2 separate regions of the Pan troglodytes genome follow, and region 2 is linked to region 1. The links are chromatin contacts, called in public Hi-C maps. All regions are on one chromosome and are shown on one strand. Each heading gives the region's core, a stretch centred on a gene start, on an enhancer-like site or on the middle of the called end of the contact. The rest is flanking DNA. Distances are from core to core; before and after follow the strand shown.

The links. Hi-C and Micro-C count contacts between places; a contact is called where the count stands out from the background.
Region 2: a contact with region 1 is called in a Hi-C map of stem cell-derived neural progenitor cells, with 5 times the contacts expected there. The contact joins the promoter of GALNT15 here to the enhancer-like site in region 1. A contact is called at or near these places in 4 of 7 Hi-C or Micro-C datasets (blood, induced pluripotent stem cells and stem cell-derived neural progenitor cells) and 1 of 1 other capture datasets (stem cell-derived neural stem cells).

The regions. Positions count from the first base shown.
Region 1 is chr2:20,060,473-20,065,047 of NHGRI_mPanTro3-v2.0_pri, forward strand. No RefSeq gene overlaps it. Among named protein-coding and RNA genes, the nearest start is that of GALNT15, 110 kb to the right of the region's middle. Within about 2 kb of position 2,354, at least 9 of the 24 cell types and tissues checked have an H3K27ac peak or open chromatin away from gene starts, as enhancers often do. A contact at or near this core is called in stem cell-derived neural progenitor cells and stem cell-derived neural stem cells, where this site is marked.
Region 2 is chr2:20,173,263-20,178,007 of NHGRI_mPanTro3-v2.0_pri, forward strand. It overlaps GALNT15 (polypeptide N-acetylgalactosaminyltransferase 15), which reads left to right and starts at 1,788. Exons shown (of 11, transcript XR_010155124.1): 1 at 1,788-3,298.

The sequences.
Region 1 (4,575 bases), core at 1,104-3,603:
CAGTCTGTAATGGTCTGGAATGACAGTCTGTTAAAAAAAAAAAAAAAGGAAAACATGGCAACCACAAAGCTCTTAATTTTCAACAACTCTTGATTTTAAGCTGTTTTAGATTTGCTGCAAGTCCTCACATCCTTTGATTGCCTGTACAATATTAAACACATATTGAAGACGCTTTGCAACACGCCCAGATACTAGAGCTCCAACGCAGAGGAAGGAAATTAATATTTGGCAGAAAATCCCAGGGACACAACTTTGTTTGGAAAATTATGTCTACCACACAAATGGAAATTAAAATTCACCTCTGAGGGACTGATAGGATTTTTCCCCATTAAGTAACCTCCTACCTCTGTTTAATTGTGTAAGGAAGTTTGTAACCTCTGCATACTCTCGCCAGGCTCTGTCCTCATTTCCTCACCTCTTTTGTAATCTAGGTCCCAAGACTTCTAGAAGACTCTCTTGATGGGTCTTTATTCCCCAATCGCTGCTTTAACAGAGACATGTGGAGGCAGGAGAGTTGGACGAGGGAGGCAGCTGAAAAGGAAAAGTGTGAGCAAAGCAAAGAGAAGCAGAAAGTGAAAGGAAAGGGGAGAGAGAAAGCAGGAGGTTTTTATCCTGGAATTAAGACAATATGAGAAAAGACATACATTTCTTTTCACATGGATTACAGGGAAGAGGAGAGCTATAGTCATACCAGAATAATTCACTCATAAGAAAATTCAGTCAGGGCCCCCAGATCTGACAGAGAGGGAACAGCATATTAAAACAGAAAACTAGAAGAAAGCAGGATTCAGGATTTAAAAATAGCAGGCCATAAAAAATACAGATGAAGGGCTGCCCAGTATGACCACTATCATGCTAGAATTTGTCTGCCTCTTACTATCTTTGTGGTCTTCTCTGTGCCTTAGCTTTTCATCTATGAAATAAGAATAATGAAAGTAACTACTTCATCAGACTGTTCAGAGGATTGAATGAGTTGGTGTGTGTCAAGTGCTGGGAAGAGTGTCTGGCACGTTGTAAGCAGTGTATGCGTGTTAGCTTAGTGGTGCCTCTAGAAGGGAGCACCATACTTACTATCTGCCTGGTATTTCTGACTCCACCACTGTGATGGTTTTGTATTGTGTCAACTTAGCTACTAGAACTACATTTCCCAGAATTCCTTCCCCTATATGGTCTAGATTAGGAGTGCCATGTGAGGAATCTGCGTGAGATTTGGAAGGTGAATGTGGAGCATCAGCCATCACTGTCTGGAGGTCAGTGTCAGGCACAAGGGGCTGCTGCAGTCTTCACTCATCACGGACCTACACAGGGCAGCAGCTGGGCCTGCACCTCCTCTCCTCCTTCTGGACCTCCTCCTGTAGCTGCTCTGGCCAGGAGTGTGTGTCACTCCATGATGGAGGATCCCAGCTTGCGGGTCACCGATGTGGTTGAGATTGAGATGGTAGAAGACAGATATGACTTGCAGTTGGTCCCTATGGATTTCAGTTGGTCCTCATGGATTCCTCTTTGTCTTCACAGATTTTCGTTTTCCTTGCTTTTTTGCACTTCATGTCCAGCTTTCCATCCAAACAGCCTGGCCTGCTGACCCATAGCAACTTCAGGATTGGCCCGCCAAATGCAGAGGGAACAGCCTTGCACAGACATCTCCACCAACTCCCATCATGACTCCAGGTCCAATCTCTATTGCAAATCTGTGTTTTTCTACATCATCCATCGTGGTCATGCTGCCTTGATTGAACCTTGCCTGATACATCCCCCACCACATTGCTCTGTGAGTTGGATATAAGACAGTGGTACCGCTGAAAGCTCAAGGTTCTTTTTAACACATTTTGCATTTACTATAACTCTAAGCATTTTGGCTCCCAACTGCCACCCTTTGCCTTCTCTCTATTTCCCCAGAACTTCTCTGTGGGAGGACTTTGAGCAATAAGGAAAGAGTATTGACTGCTGAAATCCCACAGAAAAAATATCCAATTTCTTTCTTCAGCACAGTGATGGGTGGGGTTAACCACAGATTTGTCATCAGATTTTAAAATCAAAGCAGTAAGATTTTCCTAAAAATAAATGAAAAAAAAAAGAATTCTATTTACCTCAATATTGCTATTTTCACAATTTCCTAGAACAAGTTGTACGGAGTAATACAAATGCTAAGAAGGTGGGTCCAAATGAAATACAGAATTCATAATAAGAGGATGTTATTACTCAGAAGAAGGACAACCCAGTGTGCTTCGAGATGGTATTGCAGCAATGAAAACAAGCTCAATGTTCATGTCAGATAAACAATTGTCGTCACAGCTCTGGAAGTTTGGGAAGTGACTCATCTTCAGGAATGGGCAGTGAGTGAAGACAACTGTTTACCTCAGCCCTTTGGTGGTTGACACAAACATTCTTTTCTTCCCCTGTGACTTGGCCACCGGGAGATGCTGTTGCAGCCACGTGCATCGGCACCCCAGCTTCCACCACATAAACGCTCACCTCTCCTGCCCCGTGATGCCTTACACTCTCTGCCCTCAGCCTCTCACTGTCCTTAGGGGTGGAAAATCTCTAAAATCAGTGGATTTCCTGGTAAATGGGGGAGAAAATACTTCAGGAAGCCTCTCCTTGCAAGGAGGGACCATTGTTAGGAACTTTTGGTCTGAGATGCTATGGCTGAGTCCAGGGGGGCAACAAAGAACAGACCAGTTCCAAACTCGATCAGCTAGCAAAAAAAAAAAAAAAAAAGAAAAGAAAAAAAGAAAGGGACTAAAGGGAGTGTAGAGACTCTGGTGGAGGCAGGGCAGAGCCAAAGTCAGGGAGAGGATCCTCCCCTGTCAGTGGGAGGTAGTGATTGCTGGAGTCAGGGCCACAGCAAGGTCAGGGATGGAGGAATGGAGAATTCATGCAGGAGAAGCTTGGCTGGAGCTGCAGTGAATCAGAGGGTGCATCACCAGCAGGGCTCTGGCTAGTTGCACTGTTGTCTTTTTCTGCTTTATCTGAGTTGTTTCATTACCAGGACCCAGAGTTTCTACTGCTATAGCCATAGAGGGCTGACTGCTCAGGAAGCAGGGTGGCAGTGGAGGCATGTCATCCAGAGAAGTGCACATCCTTGCACCAGGACACATGAACAACAATGTTCACAGTGGCATTGCTCATAATAGCTCCAAATGAGAAACTAAGCAAACGACATCAACGTCAGAATGGATCAAGAAATGGTGGTATATTTATAAGTAAACTGCAGCTGTTTATACAGTGGAATACTATATTCATTTCCTAGGGCTGCCATAACAAATTAGTACAAACTGTGTGGCTTAAAATAACAGGAATTTATCATTTCACAATTGAGGAGGCTAGAAGTGTAAAATCAAGTTATCAGGAGGGTTGGTTCCTTCTGGAGGTTCTCGGGGAGAATCTGCTCCATGCCTGTCTCCCAGCTTCTGGTCTTTGCCTGCAATCCTTGGCATTCCCTGGCTTGTAGCTGTCATCACTCCCATCTCTGCCCCCATCTTCACATGGTACTCTCCCTGTTTCTCTCAATGTCTTCACATGAACATCTTATAAAGACAACAGTCATCAGATTAAGGGCCCCCCAATCCGGTATGAATCATTTTAACTGATTACATCTGCAAAGGTCCTGTTTCCAAATGAGGTCACTTTCTGAGGTTCTATGTGGATGTGAATTTTTTGGGGGACACAATTCAATGAGTGCAAATACTATACAGCCATGAAAATGAATGAACTACGGCTGCATGCAACATGGCTGAAACACAGACAAAATATTCAGGAAAAAAAGTTACACACAAAAGAGTATGCACTGTGGTGTTACACTGTAAAACTCAAATTTAGGAAAAGTTAAACCATAGTGCTTAGGAATGCATAGTTTGGTGATATATAGGATATATGTATCATATTATAATGAAAAACAAGTAAATGATTCCCATAAAAGTCAGGATATTGGTTACTTTTAGAAGGGAAAGGAGTATGAGAGGGGGTTCCTGGGGTGCTGGAATGTTCTCTTTTTTGACATGGCTGGTGGTTGCAAGACTGTTTTTTGATATTCCATGAAGCAATTTTATTTTCTGTATGCCTGCTGTTTTTCACAATAGAGCATGGGGGTGTCAGAACTGGAACCTGCTGTTCCAGGTTCTGGCACCAGCTGCTGGGTCTTGGGTAAGTTGCCTCCCTGGACCTCGGTTTCCTCATCTATAAAATGAGATGGTTGGAGATGATGCTCTCCAAGCTCATTAAAATATAACTCATTTAATTCTCCAGGCATTTCTCGAGGAGAGGAGACCCCCAACATTATGTTTACAAAAAAGGAAACTCTTGAGAGAGGCTCCATAGCGTTAGAGTTAGACTTTGAAACCAGAACTTGGAGTTGAGTCTTAGCTCTGCCTTCTTTCTAGAAGGGGCCATGGACAGATTACTTTAACATTCTGGGCTGCAGTTTTCTTAGGCACAAAATGGGTGTAATGAAAAGAACCTTCCTTACAGAATTGATGAGAAGGTGAAAAGAAATGATGTACACAAAATGCCTGGCTCAGCACCTGGGATCTAGTAAGCCACTCGCTGGTTACTGGCATCTTGCTAACCGACAAAAGC
Region 2 (4,745 bases), core at 538-3,037, 110 kb after region 1:
ATGGATGACTTTCTGGGGAAAGAGTGCTCAAGCAGTGGGCTGGCCAGGGTGACAGCCCTGGGGTGGGCTGTTCTTGGTAAGTTCAAGCACAGCGTTGCTAGAGATGAGTGGAAGATGGTGACTCTGCACACTCAGTTTTCTGAAGGCCTCCTGGATTTGGAACCTTCTAATCCTTCATCCTCATTAACCTCAAAATGTCTCCAGATATTCTGAACTACATCTCCCAGGATGTCTGCCTCTTGAATTTGGAAATGACACAGTATCCCCACCTGGCAATACACCCTGATTTGAGATTTGGAAGACACAATTCAATCCAGAAATTGCTAAGCACTGTCCACTGGGGCATTACAATGGGATTCCAGGAGAACAACCACACATAACCCACTATTTCACCTCTGACTTCATGAAAACACACGTGTATACATGCTTGTGCACGTGAGTGTGCACAGACACACCACACACACTGGAAGAAACAACTGAGTCAAAAGGTAAAACATTTTTTTCCACGAACATTTTAGCTGACATTCTAAGATCAAAATAAAGACAAAAACAATGAGCAAGTTCATTGCAGGACTTCCCCAATGGCAGTTTTCCCCCCTCCACTCTTGGTTGCAGACAGCATGGCTGCTTTACAGCCATCAGAAGAAACACAGCTCATGGTGATGGTCAGCTATCCTTCAACCTGTTCAAGCTAGAAGCCTGAAAACTGAGCACGCTAGATTCTCTTCTCCCTTCTACCTACCTCACTCCCTCAGTGATCTCAGGTCTCACGGCTTCAAACACTATCTGAGTGCTGCTGGAGTCCAGCTTTGTATATGCAGGCCAGACCTCCCTCTGACCTTCAGCTATCCTACAACTGCTGCCTTCACTTCGTCTCCTCTTAGCTGTCTAGAGGACATCTCGAATGTCACATGTTCCAAATCAAGCCACTGGCATGCATTCATCTCCTTCCACCTTCTCTCCTTCCCCATCTTGGTTAATGGCAAGTCTATTCTTCCAACTACTCAGAACAAAAATTTGAACTCATCTTGACTCTTCTCTTCCTCTCACATTAGTCATTAATTCATCAGCAAATCCTATAGGTTCTTCCTTAAACTATATCCACAAGCTGACCCCTGTCACCACCGATGCCTCTTAGTGCAAGCCAAGAACCTCTTGGTTGGTCTCCCTGCTCCTGCTTTTTGCCCCCCACTGATTAGTCTCAACCCAGCAGCCAGAATGATCCAGTTAAAACCCAAGTCAGATTGTGTCTCTCCTCTAAGGGCTCCCCTCTCATTCAGAGGAAAAGTCAAAGTTCCTTCAATGCAACCAGGGGGTGTCCTGCATGGTCCTCCTGCCCCCCGCCCCCTTGCCTCTCTTATTCCACTTCCCATCAGGCTCCACCCTGCTCTCTTTGCTTCAGCCATGCCGGCCTTTTGCTGTTCCTCAGACATGCCAGCATACTCTTGCCTTGGAACCTTCACATTTATCATTCTGTCTGCCCCGAACACTCAACCTCAAATAGCTGTGCAGCCCTCTCCTTTACACAAATGGTAACTCTTCCATGAAACCTTTCTCCACCACTCAATGTCCATTTCCAAGCCCAGCCCATGCTCCCCAGCCCCATCCCTGCTCTGCTTTTTTGCCTTCATCCTCATCACTATCTGACCCAGTGGATAGTTTTAATTGTATCTGTCACTAGAATGCAAGCTCCATGAGACACACATTTTTGTCTGTGTTATTCATTGCTCTACTTCCAGTTCCCAGAACAATTTTGGCACATAGCATGTGTTCATTAATTATGTGTTGGTTAAATGAAGGAAGCTTGATGAGGGAAAGAGCATGCCACTCCTCTTCCAGCGTCCCCCTTGGTGGCCAGGGCAGAGCAGGCATTCAGCTGCTCTTGTGGGAGAAGAAGGGACTTGCAAGATCATCTCCCTTAGCTCCCTCATTTTCAGGAGGACAGGGACAGTGGTCCCCAGGAAGGGAAGGAGAGTCCAACCTAGTTTGCCTGATCCCCCGTGGGAGGCTGAGGTTGCAAACAGACAGCTGCAGCTCCTTGCAGCTATGCCACACACACAGCCTTTCTGAATCAGAGGGTATTAGTCTTTCCTTCTGAACTCTTGGGATATTCCTGTTTTGATTTGGCTCTAGCAGTGACCACACCGAGTTATGCAAAGCCTGGGAACAGTGAGGGCATTAGGACCAGGAGTGACGCGCACGCTTGGCTCTGGGTTGTGTCTGGCAGAGGGCTCTCGGCTGAGTGGAGCTATGTGTGAAAGGAAACCAGGCACTGCCTGCCGGCTTTACATCTGTTGATCTGACCTGACTGGAAGCGTCCAAAGAGGGACGGCTGTCAGCCCTGCTTGACTGAGAACCCACCAGCTCATCCCAGACACCTCATAGCAACCTATTTATACAAAGGGGGAAAGAAACACCTGAGCAGAATGGAATCATTATTTTTTTCCCAAGGAGAAAACCGGGGTAAAGGGAGGGAAGCAATTCAATTTGAAGTCCCTGTGAATGGGCTTTCAGAAGGCAATTAAAGAAATCCACTCAGAGAGGACTTGGGGTGAAACTTGGGTCCTGTGGTTTTCTGATTGTAAGTGGAAGCAGGTCTTGCACACGCTGTTGGCAAATGTCAGGAGCAGGTTAAGTGACTGGCAGAAAAACTTCCAGGTGGAACAAGCAACCCAGGTTCTGCTGCAAGCTTGAAGGAGCCTGGAGCGGGAGAAAGCTAACTTGAACATGACCTGTTGCATTTGGCAAGTTCTAGCAACATGCTCCTAAGGAAGCGATACAGGCACAGACCATGCAGACTCCAGTTCCTCCTGCTGCTCCTGATGCTGGGATGCGTCCTGATGATGGTGGCGATGTTGCACCCTCCCCCGCACACCCTGCACCAGACTGTCACAGCCCAAGCCAGCAAGCACAGCCCTGAAGCCAGGTACCGCCTGGACTTTGGGGAATCCCAGGATTGGGTACTGGAAGCTGAGGATGAGGGTGAAGAGTACAGCCCTCTGGAGGGCCTGCCACCCTTTATCTCACTGCGGGAGGATCAGCTGCTGGTGGCCGTGGCCTTACCCCAGGCCAGAAGGAACCAGAGCCAGGGCAGGAGAGGTGGCAGCTACCGCCTCATCAAGCAGCCAAGGAGGCAGGATGAGGAAGCCCCAAAGAGGGACTGGGGGGCTGACGAGGACGGGGAGGTGTCTGAAGAAGAGGAGTTGACCCCGTTCAGCCTGGACCCTCGTGGCCTCCAGGAGGCACTCAGTGCCCGCATCCCCCTCCAGAGGGCTCTGCCTGAGGTGCGGCACCCACTGTAAGTAAGGCCCTTGTTTTCCCTTCCCTGATCCCAGGGCATGATCAGGTGGTAGCAAACTTGGGAATGCAAACTTTCTGTACCCTGCCTTTCCTGACTTAGAGCAAGTGCTTTTCAAGATGCAGTACCTGGGCCAGCAGCGTCAGCAGCCCCTGGGCACTGGTGGGTTCTCAGAAATGCAGATCCTCAGACCCCATCCCAGACCTGCCAAACAAGAAACTCTGGGTGGGGTCCAGTGGTCTGTATGAACAAGCCCTTCAGGTGAGAATCATTGTCCTAGAAAGCAGAAAGTGAGGACTCTTGCTTGTTCATTCTCTTCTCCGTCCTGGGTTCTAGTTCTTCTGTCTTTAGGTCAAATGGCTTTATTTCTATAACACAGAAGGGAGGTTAGAGCAGACATTCGCCAGTTCTAACACTCTGACTCCACTACATTTTGATTTTAGGGTTATTGTTAGTGTTTGCTTTTAGTTTGGATCAAAATAACAATTGCAGTTTACATTTAGGGGGCTCTTCCCATGTGTCTGGATTTACTTTACAAGCTTTTAATGTATTAACTCATAAAGTCCTGGAAAGTCCTCACAGCTCTGCAAGATGGGTGCTAGTAGTATCATCATGCTTATTCTATAGGTATGAAAACAAGGGGAAGTTGCTTTCCCAGTCACGCTGCTAGTAGGTAACAAGGTCAGGATTTGAATGCAGGCATGTGAGCTCCAGTCTGCCTGACCCACCACTCCATGCCACCTGCCTTGGGCCACTAGACTAAGGAAACAGGTCCAGTGCCTGAGAGCCAGAATACTGTGCTGACTGCAATTTACCCTGCCAGGGCAGCCCCAGCCCCAGGAGGTAAGCTGAGAAGTGTAGGTGATGGGCAGAGCTGTGCCCAGGGAGATGCTGGCCCATCCTCCACACCCCCTACTCCCTTACTGTCACCATGGCTGGCCACTGAGGAGGGAGCCTTGGTTATCAGCATCCAGGGAGCAAGGCAGCTTGTTAGTTTTAGTTTGGTGATTTAGGTCCCTTTTCCTATAGGCCATTGCTCCTCCCAGAGCCTGGAGAGTTTCCTGGAAAGCAAACATTTGTGCAGGGCAGCAGTTGGAAGCAGGGCCACACACTCCTCGGATCCCTGATCTAGTTCCCCTCAGCCTGGCTGCTCAGCCACTCACACTCGAGGGCGTGCAATTGCAGGGTCAGCCAGCCGGGAGTGAACATCTCCTTAAATTGTGTGCCCCGGGTGCCTCACTCACCTCACCCTACTTCCATTTCAACCCCGCTACACTGTTTTCAAGCCTTACCTTTAAAAGCTATTTTCAGGAAATTCCCACCCCATTCTAGTTTTGTGCCCTCCTTGCACCCTGGAGTTTTAACTCACAGCACTTACAAAACTAAAGCCAAATGATTATTGATGTATTTATCAGTCGAATGCCTGCTTTCCCTGCTATGCTGTGAG